2 separate regions of the Sus scrofa genome follow, and region 1 is linked to region 2. Evidence: chromatin contacts called from public Hi-C data. All regions are on one chromosome and are shown on one strand. The core of a region is the stretch at or near the end of the contact, and the rest is flanking DNA. Distances in the headings are between cores, read along the strand shown. Region 1 overlaps ESF1 (ESF1 homolog). Region 2 overlaps SPTLC3 (serine palmitoyltransferase 3).

Region 1 (6,473 bases), core at 3,022-5,521, 590 kb before region 2:
TGTTTCCCCAGGTGCTTGTAGCATTTTACTCTAACCAGTAGTGTGAATTCCCACAGCTTTTTATCCTCACCATTAATTGATAGTCAGGTGATTTTTTTTTTGCCAGTGAGTATGTAAGTAATGGTATCTCATTACGGTTTGTGTATTTGATCTCCCTTGCTTCCCTATATCTAAGAATAACCACCATTCACTTCTTTGCTATCAATTATATATATTTTCATCTCATTTATAAGTATTCCTAAAGAATGTGGGTGGATAAAAAGGAATGAAATACTTATATATGCTGTAAATTGGGTGAACCTTGAAAATATGCTAAGTGAAAAAAGCCAGTCACAAAAGTCCACATATTTTATATGGAATATCCGAAACAGGCAAATATATAGAGATAAGAAATAAATTAGTGGTTGGGGGGTGAGGGGAGGAACCTGCTGGGGAGACAGATACGGTTTCTTTTGGAGAAAAAAATGTTCTAAAATTGACTGTGGTGATGGTTGCATGCAAATATACTAAAAACCATTGAATTGTATTCTTTCAGTGGGTGAATTGTATGGTATATGAACTGTATCTCATTGGTGGGGATTGGGTTTGTATCCTTTGGAACTGATTCTTGGTTCACTCAATATTGTATTGCTAATATTTATCCATAATTTGCATAACTGTAGCTCATTCATTTGACTGCTGTATACCACAATATTCATATCTATTCTCCCATTGGATACACAATTGGGTTGTTCTTAGGTGTTTGCTATGGTGAATTCTGGAAATGCTTTACCCATGAAGGTCTTGTTCAGTGAACAGAAATTCTTGATTTTAATATTGTTGAGTTAATTTTTTCTTTTATAGTTAGTACTTTCTTGTTTTATTTTAGGAAATCCTCGTCTATTCAGTCAAGACCATTGTGCACATTTCTTTTCTACTAAAGACAGGAAGGTTTAGGATTTTTTGACTTTTAAGTCTTTGATTCATCAGGACTGTGGGTTTTTTTTGGGGGGAGGGCTGTGTACTGTAAGGTAGGAATCCAATTTTAACTTCTTCTACACGGAAAATTTTTTTTTTTTTGTCTTTTTTTTTTTTTTTCAGGGCTGCACCTGCGGCATATGGAGGTTCCCAGGCTAGAGCTCGAATTGGAACTGTAGCCGTCGGCCTATGCCACAGCCACAGCAACGCGGGATCTGTGTCTGCAACCTACACTATAGCTCACGGCAATGCCGGATCCTTAACCCACTGAGCGAGGCCAGGGATCGAACCTGCAACCTTATGATTCCTAGTCAGAATCGTTTCCACTGTGCCAAGATGGGAACTCCCCTGGAAAATCTTTTTTATCCTCTTCCATTTATTGAATAATCTGTCCTTTCCTCCAGTAATCAGACACATTACCCCTGTCAGACACCAAAGTTTCAAAACTCTGTGCATCTGTTGGTTGTCTCTCTGTTTTATTGGTCAGTCAGTACTCTGCCTAACCTGGACCAGTAACAGACTTCTAAAAACTGGATAAAGAGCACTATCAACCCCATGCCTACGCTCTCTCTAGGCCAGTTGGTGTGAGGGCTCTGTGAAGAAAACAAACACCACCACCAACAGCAACAAACACTTGGAGGTGCTGCCTTGTGCAGTATCTTCAGGGAAAAGCCAGGTTTCAGTTAGCCCACAAGAAGATAAAAGTTCAGAGATACAATAGTTGAGTTTTACTGACAATGTACTATGAATTCCAGAGAATTTGGTAGTAAGGAATTAAAGGGAGAGGGAGATAGTGACAGAAGAGTGGATGTAGTTTACTTCTGAGGATTAGAACATGGAAGATTAGGGGGAACCTGATGATTAGGGGATTTTTGTGGTGTCTGAAGTGAATAAGGGATAAAAGGCACCGAGATTATTCTTGGTGGGTCCAAGGCATATTTTGGTGGTGAAGCTCTGAGTGTTGAGGATTAGGGGAGGGAAGGGTATCTGCTGTTGCCATGGATGCAGCAAGCTAGTCCCCTCGTAATCTGGAAAGGGACAGTTTACTGTGAACTCAAAAGGCTTCGCCTTGACTCCTATTGACCGAGTTTACAGGTGAGGAAGCCAGTGTAACTAAAGGAGATATTGTCTTACCACCCACTTCTGAACCCTGTCAAGAAAGGGTTGGTCTTGTTCCATAGTGCTGTCTTTTGTCCCTGGCTTCTAAAAATACTTCAGTGTTATAGGATTTCACTGTGGTATATATCTAGGTCATTTTTTTGCTTGGTAGCTTCAATCTTCCTAGAATAAATTGGATACCCAGAATCCTGAAGATTAGTATTTATTTTCACTTGTTTAAAAAATTCTGAAAACTTCCTCAATCATTTTCTCTCAAAACACTACCGTTTCCTCATTTTCTCTCCTGGAAATCCTATTTGATATGTGTGGTACCTTCTCATCTGTCTTTGAATCTGTGCAGCATGCTGGGTAATTTTCTTCTGTCTTTCAGTCCATTAGTTTTTGTCTTTATTTCTATGTATTTTGCTGTGTAAGTTGATTGACTTAATAATTTTAGTTACGCTTTTTATTTCTGGAAGTTTTTTTTCCCCAAAATCTGTTTTATACTTTTGATAATCTAATATTTTGATTTCCTTTTTTTTTTTTTTTTTTTTTTTGGTCTTTTTAGGGCTGCACCCACGGCATATGAAGGTTCCCAGGCTAGGGATCTAATTGGAGCTATAGCCGCCAGCCTATGCCACAACAACGTCAGATCCGAGCTGTGTCTGCAACCTACATCACAGCTTATGGCAATGCTGGATCCTTGACCTGCTGAGCGAGGCCAGGGATCGAACCTGCAGCCTCATGGCTCCTATTTGGATTCGTTTCCTCTGTGCCACAACAGGAACTCTCATTTCCTCTTTTTTTTAATGTGCTGATTTTGTCCTCTGTATCTGATAATTTCAAAATGTATAGTCTTTATAGATTGACTTATTTTGTTCCTACTCACTCTGGTTCATACTGAATTTTGATTGTGATCTCATTGTTCTTGGATCTTTCTTTACCTATGGGAATTCTCAGACACTTGGGTCCAAAGTGCTTCTTTTAGAGAGTAGTTGCCAGGTACCTAAGGGCACTTCCAATCCAGGACAATTGAAACCAAATTTTTGGACTAGGGTGTTTGAGGCCACACAGATAGTTTAGAACCATGGATAGTGGTTCTAAATCTCTGGGGGGAAAGTATGTTTTTACTTGCTTTGTTCTGCCCATCGCCAAAGCCCAAACAGGCGTGTGTTCCTTCTGAATTGTTGGAGAAGGAGCAACATCTACTCAGGGATCCTGGTTTCATGGTGGTGGTCTCTGATGGAATTTGCCGTCATAATCAGGCTCCAAACTTTGTCTCCAGCCTCCTTGTTTAGCAGCCCATAGAAACCCAAGGACCATACAAGACCATAGCATCTTAGTGTGTGTCCCCAAGCAAAACGCCTTGCTTCTGAGCTAATTATGACTCTTTTTGAGCTTTCTTATTTTGACTAAATTCCCTAAAATTGCTTTTGTTTCTTTGTGTTAGCCATTCAAGTTTTCATTTATTTTCTACCTTCTCTATTAACATTTTATGTAAAAAATAACAATAGATCAAATAGTTCTTTAGTATTCTTTGCCACAAATTAAAGAACAGAATGGCTTCATCAGACTTGGCCAGAATTTTAGTCTGTTAGTATTAAGGACAGCTTGCTATTATGTACATTGTGATCACAAACTACTTGAAAGGCAAAGAAAACATACAAATAAAGTACAACAAATATAGGAAACAATAGCTCCCTAATGAAGCCCAAATGTCTTATATTTGAAGTCACCTTTTTAAGAACATTTTAGTCTGAGAAGCAGGGATAGCTTGGCGCAGTAAAATGAATATACTTGCAAATGGAAGGCATCATTCTAAAGGAGAGTAAAAGGAGACCCAGAAAAGGTTAGAGAATGATAAGCTCAAATTTAAGGCAAGAAAAGAACAGTTGCTACCCACTTGAAGTAGCTTTTAGACAGCAACAACAAAAAGCACTAACACTTATTCATTCAGTACATACTTTGGGGGTATCTTGTACAAATACCTCATTGACTATTTGGGTAGATATAGAATTAAATGTTGTGTGAGAAGCCTTTCCCAGTTTAAGTAGCTTACCTGTGCTATACTTTTATTTTATTTTTCTTTTTTATGGCCATACCTGCGGCATATGGAAGTTCCTGGGCTAGGGGTTGAATCGGACCTGGAGCTGCTGGCCTATACCACAGCCATGGCAACACCAGATTCGAGCTTCATCTGAGACCTGTGCCGCAGCTTGAGGCAACACTGGATCCCTAACCCACTGAGTGAGGCCAGGGATTGAACCCACATCCTCACAGAGACTATATCAGATTCTTAACCTGCTGAGCCACAATGGGAACTCCCTCTTATCCTTTTTATCTTTATTATATAGCTGTCTATATTGTTTCCATATGGTAGATATAAAAATATTCTAACAGTGCTAAATGCACACAAAGAGCATTTCTTGGCTCTGTCTGGCTGATTGGTAAAATTTGCTATTTACTGTTGTTTCCAAGGCTAGTTTTATTTTGCTTTTTAATTTCATGAATTGTTACTTCCTCTCTATAAGGTTGGGAACACATTTGTTTCATTTATCCATTCATTTGCACTTCCATTCATTCAGCAGACATTTATTAGGTGTATGCTATATACTAGGCCCTTGAGCCATAGGGTTACCTTCATTGGTGGGGGCGAATACCAGCCTGTGGCCTTTACTGTCATGGAGCTTGCAATCTAGTAAGGGAGATAGCCACTAATAATAATCTTTAAAATCACACCAATAAATATAAAATTGTAACTGTGATAAATAGTGCAGAATAAAAGACTATGGTACTGTAAGACTTTAGGAGATTGGAATTTACAGGAGTTTGAATTATGAGCCAAGTTAGAAACACTTCAGATGCTAATTTTCCTCATTACAAAGATTGATAGTTATACTTATTGATAGTTATGCTCTAAGAATAAGTACATGTGTCCTTCCCTCTCCCCACACCACTGGGGAAAGCTGGCCAGTTTAAAGGGGTGTCTTTAATGTCAGTGTTCCTTGGGGCATGGTTGGTGGTTTTCCTCTAAAAACCCTACACCCAGAGTGAATTCCAAGTTGGAGGTTCAGGTGGTGATAGTTACATTTTAAAAGCTACTTTTGGAATTGAGTGTTACCATAGTCTCATTTAAACATACAACCATAAATAAAGATTGTCTTAAGTGTTCATAAATATTCTCAATGGATCCTAAGTTCTCATGTAAATGAAAAGTGCTAGTTTCAGCCTGTAGGAGAAATCTTAAAATGTGTATTTTATTTTTATAAACAAAATCAATTATGGTACCTAGTTAAGTAATTCATATCCTGCCTCTTAAGGACTTTTCAAAATTTCAGATGAGCAAGCTCAGAAGAAACGTATATTCTTATTTTAGTGGATTTCGAAGGCTATTTTAAAGTATTTTCATGTGTACGCAAACTGCCAAAATAATTCTGAATGAATAGCACTTAAATTATTGTCGTAATTGAGTCATCTGTATTCATGGTTGGCTTTAAAAGAGTTTTTCACCTTTTATTTGTAGGATTATTGATTTTATTTTTAACTAATTCAGCAGTCCTTGGCTATATGCTTAAATTTTTACAAAAACAAATTTGCACAAAACTAAAAACATTTATAATGAAGTTGTTTTTCAGTCACATAGTGGCTGCTCTCAAATGAGGCTAAAACTGTCTAAAGAATGTTCTTGTGCATATGCCAAGAAGCTTCTGGGATGGGCATATTTTTAAGAATTTAGAACATAAACAACTGTGATCTGTGGCAAGAGATTTAAATGACCTCATGATGACAGCAAGAACAAAGCATTTTTAAGTTATCGTGGTAGTGTGTTAATTCATTGCAATGTGTTTGTCATTCTACTATTTTGGTCTATTAAGTGAGAGCCAGGCAAAAAAATTATAGACTGTTTTTAACTGAAGATACTATTTCTTTATTGCTGTAAACAAACTAAATACCAGAAGAGTATTTCCTGAGAATGGTAGTTTCATGAATTATTCTAAAGCTATAGGTCTTTTTTTAAAAAAAAAAATCCATAAACCACTTTGGGATAAAGGCCATTTATTTAGATCCTAAAGTTTTGATTCATTTTCTGTTGGAGAGAATATGTTCCAAACATGAAAGATCAAACAGTTGGCTTGAAATAAGAATTCCTCCTTCAAGACAGATCAATTAAGTGCTTGTTAAGTACTTACTCTGTGTCTGGCACTATGCTAAATATTATGGAATACAAAAGGAGGTGACTTTAGCTGTCTTTGTTCTAGTTGGAAGAAAAGGCAAACTCAGTTGAAATTTCTAAAGTGGAAAAAAGACATTATAATCAAGTACCAAATGAAATAATACATTATGTGATACAAATAATGGAAAAAGCACTTCTTTTCAGAAATGACTTCTGATCATCCTCTAGAAGAGTGGTTCTCAAC
Region 2 (6,646 bases), core at 3,673-6,172:
TTGACCTATTTCTCATAAGTATCATAACTTATCCATATTCTCTTCCTTATTTTGCAGCTGGAGGAACTGAAACACAGAGAAGGAACTTGCTCAGGGTTGAACAGATAAGGTAAGTCACTTGCCTAAGGCCACACAGCAAGTTAAGTGGTATCCCAGGAATCGAGTCCAGGCAGCTGTTAAGTGGTATTCCAGGAATCGAGTCCAGGCACCCTTAACCACTGCACCATAGAGAGATTGAATTCTTATTTCCTTTTGCACACAGACTACTCAATAAGGCACAGAATCATAAAACCCAAATGTCAAAGCTGGAGAGGACCTTAGAGATCAATCAATCACTGCATCTACATAGAGGAACAGAATCACCCTGAAAGCCCCTTTCATGATTTAGTGAAAAAGAAAGTTCTGTCCTTTCAGTTTAACCCTGGGGAGCACTGGGGCTCAGTGGAAGGGCTTCAGGGACCAGCACTTTGGAGGTAGGTGGAGACACTATGTCATCCAGACCAGCCCTATTCTAGTCTGTTTTATGTAGTAGCCTTCTGGGTAAAATTTGTATGCAAATAAATTATTCTGCTGCTTTAATAAAATTTCATACTTCTACTGAAAGAGTCAGCCTGGACGGATGTACTAAACAGTGTAGGGCTTCACATCAGCCCAGGGGGCAGGTCTTAGCCAGGATAATTTGCTGTTTCATAAACAAACACACTCACTAGATTGCTTGATAGCAAGAACTGCCCTGTCCATCACTGTCCCCCATTGTGATATGTAGCAGAAACTCTATAAACTGTATCTGAAAGATAGAGAGTTCCTAGAGCCTTTGATGAAACAGTATTTCTTTCTTTCTTTTTTTTCCTCTTAAGGCCACACCAGTGGCATATGGAAGTTCCTGGGTTAGGGTTTGAATCAGAGCTGCAGCTTGAGCCTAAGCTACAGTCCCTGCAACACTGGATCCAAGCCGCATCTATGACCTACGCCGAAGCTTGCCGCAATGCGGGAGCATGAACCCATGAGGGCCACGGATCGAACCTGCATCCTCAGAGAAACAATGTTGGGTCCTTAACCACTGAGCCACAACAGGAACTCTGAAATAGTTTTTCAAAAAGAAGATTAAGCTCATTTGAGTGGAACAAAGTAGCACACCTTGCCTGTGGTAACCTGACGTCTAAGAAATGACAGGAAAGTTATCATGGTGCTTTATCCATATATCCTTAAATGGGCAGCAATGGATTTCTTCTCCCCAATCTCTGGCTGATAATGAATGAGTAAACAAATGAATGAATAGATGGATGGGTGGATGGATGAAAAAAATGAGTATTAAGTTGGCGAGATTGTTCTCAAGGGAAACACAAGTGACAGTCCCAAGAAAGCACAGCAAACATACACCAAGGTCAACTTCCTTTTAACACAACCAATTAAACAAAAGTATCCACATTTACTGATAACATTAAGAGGTGAATTAGAGCTGTTTTAGGCCCACTCGCTTTTCTATAGGACACCCTGAGGGTCCCGGGCTGTGAGCAGGACAGGTGGGCTGAGAGATGAACTGCCAGGGCACCTTTGCTTTCAAAAAGCATCCTCTCCCTTCTTTTGTGGTGATAGCAGTTTTAGTACATTTATGTTCTCTGTACTATTCTCTTTTTTTGGCTGTCCCCTGGCATAAGGAGTTCCCGTGCCAGGCCGGGATCAGATCTGAGCAGCAGCTGCAACCTCAGCCACAGCTGCAGCAATGCCAGATCCTTAACTGGGCCAGGGGTTGAACCCACATCCCAGAGCTCCCAAGATGCCTCCAATCCCATTGCAGCACAGTAGGAACTTCTACTATGTACTATTCTGTACTATGTACTGTTGATGTACACATGGCTTGATTTACAAATTGGTTATGTTGAGATGAAGGTGTATATTAGAGAAGGGGGAGGTTGCTGGGGCACAAGGGAGACAGAGAGGCCTAAGAAAGGAGCTTACAGGAGGAGTGCTAGCCATGGACTCTCTTACCTTGCGTGGTCCCATCCAGTCCCATGATTAATTTCATCGATCTGATGATTTGCTCTGCTACTGGAGGGCTCATGGATGTAGCATAAGCAGCACTGTGTGAGTGAGCTCGTAAATAATCCACAAGGTCCTTTAAGAAATCCAAAGAGAAGGCAAATAAATCTCAGTGCTGGTGATCCCATCTCCATCCATTATAGCCCAAGACAGTTAATTCTTGAATGTAGTTAGATCGTCCGTGGGTATCACCAAACTATTTTTTTTCTATCCCTTCCTCTTCATCTCTCCTTCAAAAACCTAGAAAGTATACAAACATGGGATGCTGAGAATTTGGAGTTGAGAGCTGTAAGGCAAAACCAGATGTGCAAAAGAAAAATGGTTTCCTAGACATTTGCTTGAGTACCTAGCCTATCCAAGCACTGGTTGAGTGTTCAGAAGTGTCTGAAGGGATGTGTTTTCTGCCCTTAACATATTACATCAGATGTATTCCTGCCCATGGAGAAGTAATGGCAAGAAAAGTAAAAAGCCACGCAAACTAGTATATGCAGTAGGGCGAACAGAATACAGAGGAAAGAGAGGAGGTCTGGCCAGCATGAGTGGGTAAGGGAGATTCCCTTAAATGACAAGTTCCCATTGTGGCACAGTGGAAACAAATCTGACTAGGAACCATGAGGTTTCGGGTTCAATCCCTGGTCTTGCTCAGTGGGTTAAGGATCTGGCATTGCCATGAGCTGTGGTGTAGGTTGCAGACGCAGCTCGGATCTGGTGTTGCTGTGCCTGTGGTGTAGGCTGGCAGCTGTATCTCTGATTCGACCCCTAGCCTGGGAACCTCCATATGCCTCAGATAAGGACCCTAAAAAGTAGAAAATTAATTAATTAATTAATTTTTTAAAAAAAGCATCAGGTGTAAAGTGAATTCCTGGTGCTGTTGGCAATTATTGTTGATGGGTTGCCAACTCAGAGATTCTTAAAAATGGAAGCATGGGGTGGGAGGAGAGGACCACAATATAAAAGTTTGGACTGTCTTTATTGCAGCTCCCTCCTTTTGCAGAGGGGAATGCTGTTAGGTTATGTGACTCATATTAATAGACCCAAACAACAAACCAAAGGTTTTAAGCCCAGAACTGCCTTATTGGGTAAGAGTGAAAAGGAAAAGAGAGGCATTTAGATTCCAGCTGCAGCTCAGATTCAATTCCTGGCCCAGGAACTTCTATATGCCATGAGGGAGGCCATAAATAAATAAGTAAATAAATAAATAAATAAATAAATAGGGAGTTCCCATCGTGGCTCAGCAGAAACGAATCCGACTAGGAACCATGAGGTTGCAGGTTCAATCCCTGGCCTTGCTCAGTGGGTTGAGGATCCGGCATTGCCATGAGCTGTGATGTACGTTGCAGAGGCAGCTTGGATCTGGCGTTGTTGCAGCTGTGGCATAGGCCGGCAGCTGTAGCTCAGATTAGACCCCTAGCCTGGGAACCTCCATATGCCTCAGGTGGGGCTCTAAAAAGCAAAAATAAAACAAAAACAAACAAACTTTTAATACATAAGTAAAAAATAAAGAAAGGACCCAGACCTGTGGCAGACTACATGACTACAGAGGTAGCAGAGCTGATGATTTCACTGATAGACCCCAAGCTAATGTTCATCAGCTGCATAAGTCTCAATTTGAAGAACTTTCTATGTATTAACTCATTTTAGCTTCACAATAATGCTTTGAGGTAGGTACTATTTTAATTTCCATTTGATAGGTGGGATCACTGAATTACAGACCAGATCAGAAAATGATCCAGCCCCAAACTGGCTGGATAACAAGGATGTGGACCCACAGAGTTTGGCTCTAGCATCCCTCTGCCATGTGCACTATACTATATTACTTCTTCAGATCAGAGGAGTTGGCTTGGCATGGGGTGAGGGAGGACCCAGGAGAGCACAGACAAGCCTCCTTCACAGCTCCTTACCCCTGTTGTGCTTTCCTTAATCCACAGAGATTGTGCTTCTGGAGAAGCAGGGGAAGGGGAGAGTTCCTATTACACTCCCGTGTTCATGGTACTAAACCAGAGAATTGCATCAGTCTCAAACTCTTTCATATCTATTAACTTTTACTTCTGCAAAAAACCTGAAACCTTCTTGAGTTATATACTTTCTTATACACTCTCTTAAAATCCATAGTGGTGGCTATTTAGAGGGGGCCTGGTAAAATACTGATGGTCTAGTGGAAAGCAGAGGGGTTTTAGGGACCGAGGAAGGATGGTGAAGGTCCCTGGTGTATAGAAGGGAGTACTAAGCAGCATTCTTAGGAAGAGGTGTAGTGATATTCGTGTAGCCTTGGGGCATCACTGACAAAAACCGAAGAAATAATACAAAGTTGCCTTTGATCCCTAACGGGCTCTTTATGTCTCCAAACTCCAATTTCCCTTTGCAAATCAGATATTTCACAAAGCCAAGGTCATGTGCACCCTTAGTTTTATAAGTGCTTCATCAGCATAGTATCTCTTCCCTTTAACGTTGAGACTATCTTGCCCATAATCTTATTTCTCTCAGAGTTGGAGTGCGTGAATGGGAGCTCACTTGCTTGCTTGGTACAGAAAGTGGGGCTCCTAGAGTAACTCCCACAGAGCCTCGGAAACCTTAGTTCCTGGTTTCTGATTCCTTCCTATTATTGTCCACTGGGTGCCATGAGCCGTAGTTAAGAGTTGGCTTCATTCTTTGACAAGGAGAGTCAGGGTTGTGTTTTCCTTCAAGGCAGGTTAGAGGTCTCCTCAGACTGAGTTTCTAAGGCCATTAGTAAGTGCAAAACCCCAAGCCTGGAGTTCAAAGACAAGGGTGGCTTTTCTGGGGAAATCAGACAGGAGGCTCTTAGAATAAACATCTTGGAGTTTATTCCATGACCCCCATTTACTTCAAAGGGCTGGTAAAGACAGCCTGGGCTGAGCACACAGAGCAGAACTGGCTTCTGCCTCCCTCTGGCACCCAGACTTCTGGGTCTAACACTCCCACCAATCCTGCCTGCCCTGCCCCACTTCTTTTCCAGAATCTCAACCCGGCAGCTTATCAGGCCTGAGGGCTATTTTTCCTTCCTTCGTTTGCAAATCTCTGGTCAGTCTGTGGAGGCTGTGAAAGCCAGTGTCATCCCCAGGCATGTGAAAGGACACAGGATCCATGCTGGTTAAAAAATCTGGACACCCCCCCCCGCCCCCCGCCAAAACTAGAGTCTATGACGTTGAACCCGTCTCCTCAGCAACTGAATTGACGCAAATTTAAAAATAAAAATAAGGAAACTATCCAGCTCAGGTTTTCTTCAGAGAGTTCTCTGGTGGCTCAGCAGGTTAAAAATTTGATCTTGTCACTTCTGTGTTGTGGGTTCCACCTGTGGCCTGGGGAACTTCTGCATGCTTGGAGGCATGGCTGAAATAAAAGGAGGAGGAGGAGGAGAAGAAGGAGGAGGAGGAGGAGGAGAAGAAGGAGGAGGAGGAAAAGGAGAAGGAGAAAGAGGAGAAGGAGAAGAAGAAGAAACAGAAGAAGAAGAAGCCTCCATTCATGGAGCTCTGAGAGGTGGATAGAAGTACCTGATGTTCCACTGAAGGTTATGAAAGAACAAAAGCTTCAAGATGGGCCATTCACAGATCATCTATAGCAGTTCTAAATCCACAGTGGGCAAAACAGTAAATCCTTGCTGGCTCTTGAGAGACTGATTTAGCAGTTTCCCTGAGGTGGGGAGAGTAGGTCTGGCCAGGGCAGTCAACTCCAAGGGTGGAGATGAATTTGTAGGACATTTTCTTAGAGAAGGCTGAAGCCACAACCAAAATCTCTTCTCTCTGTGGTTGTATCTTAGCACCAAACCAATTTTTCTCTTGTGCGTTTCTAAGTATAATTTCTTCTGTGACGCATCTGGTTGCTAAGGCATGCAGTTCTGACCTTGACCTACTCCAAAAGGATTTCTAGAACCTTCTAGAAATTGTTATTGGGAATATAGTCCCTCTACCACTACCACTGACACTGACTTTAAAAAGAGAATTATTAAGATAAGGTGAACGGTTTTGTCCCTCTCTAGAGTTTTGGACCCAAGTGATTAGTTTTAAATATCAAGATTTACTAGGAAGCCCATCCATGTAGTGAACTTGAAATTATTAAGATTTCAGAAAAATGTAAGATCCTATTGTGCAGTTTAACATCCTTTGTGATTAATGTGTTTGGGCTTTTGTAGTATCTAGTATCTAGAATGCTGGGGCTTTTGCAGTACTCCCCCAAATGGAAATATTTTCAAATATCCAGAAAAAACATGATGATGTAACTCTGAAAACTGAACTCAAAATGTTTAAATGGATAGCAGGGAGATTTTTTTTCAAACAAAGATCTTTAGCATTTGCCCAATTCTATGACCTACCAATTAAGAAGTATAGTTTTTAAAAAAGGCTCAAAGTGAAAATTCTTCTCAAAATCCATGTCCAGGGGAATAAAAACTTGGATTTAAATGGAAACTACACATAATTTAAAATTAACATAATTTATCAACTTAAATGTACAGAAGAGCAGATACATACGTTCCATTAACTCACGGGTTCATTAGGTTGGAAGGAAACCACAGTTTACCTGGATTTATCACAGTCTCATCAAATTGATTCCAAATGGGTGTTTATCTGATTTTTAAGTCATCAGGAGACTA

The links. A called contact is a pair of places that touch in the nucleus more often than the background predicts.
Region 1: a Hi-C map of omental adipose tissue shows a contact between it and region 2, with 1.9 times the contacts expected there. The contact joins two enhancer-like sites. A contact is called at or near these places in 11 of 47 Hi-C or Micro-C datasets (alveolar macrophages, brain, embryonic fibroblasts and 7 more).

Annotation. Positions count from the first base shown.
Region 1 is chr17:22,438,064-22,444,536 of Sscrofa11.1, reverse strand. The region is part of intron 9 of ESF1 (ESF1 homolog); the gene reads left to right. Among named protein-coding and RNA genes, the nearest start is that of ESF1, 39 kb to the left of the region's middle. Within about 2 kb of position 4,271, at least 3 of the 83 cell types and tissues checked have an H3K27ac peak or open chromatin away from gene starts, as enhancers often do. A contact at or near this core is called in omental adipose tissue, where this site is marked.
Region 2 is chr17:21,850,452-21,857,097 of Sscrofa11.1, reverse strand. SPTLC3 (serine palmitoyltransferase 3) reads right to left here. Exons shown (of 12, transcript XM_003134257.4): 9 at 1,990-2,116. Among named protein-coding and RNA genes, the nearest start is that of SPTLC3, 84 kb to the right of the region's middle. Within about 2 kb of position 4,922, at least 3 of the 83 cell types and tissues checked have an H3K27ac peak or open chromatin away from gene starts, as enhancers often do. A contact at or near this core is called in omental adipose tissue, where this site is marked.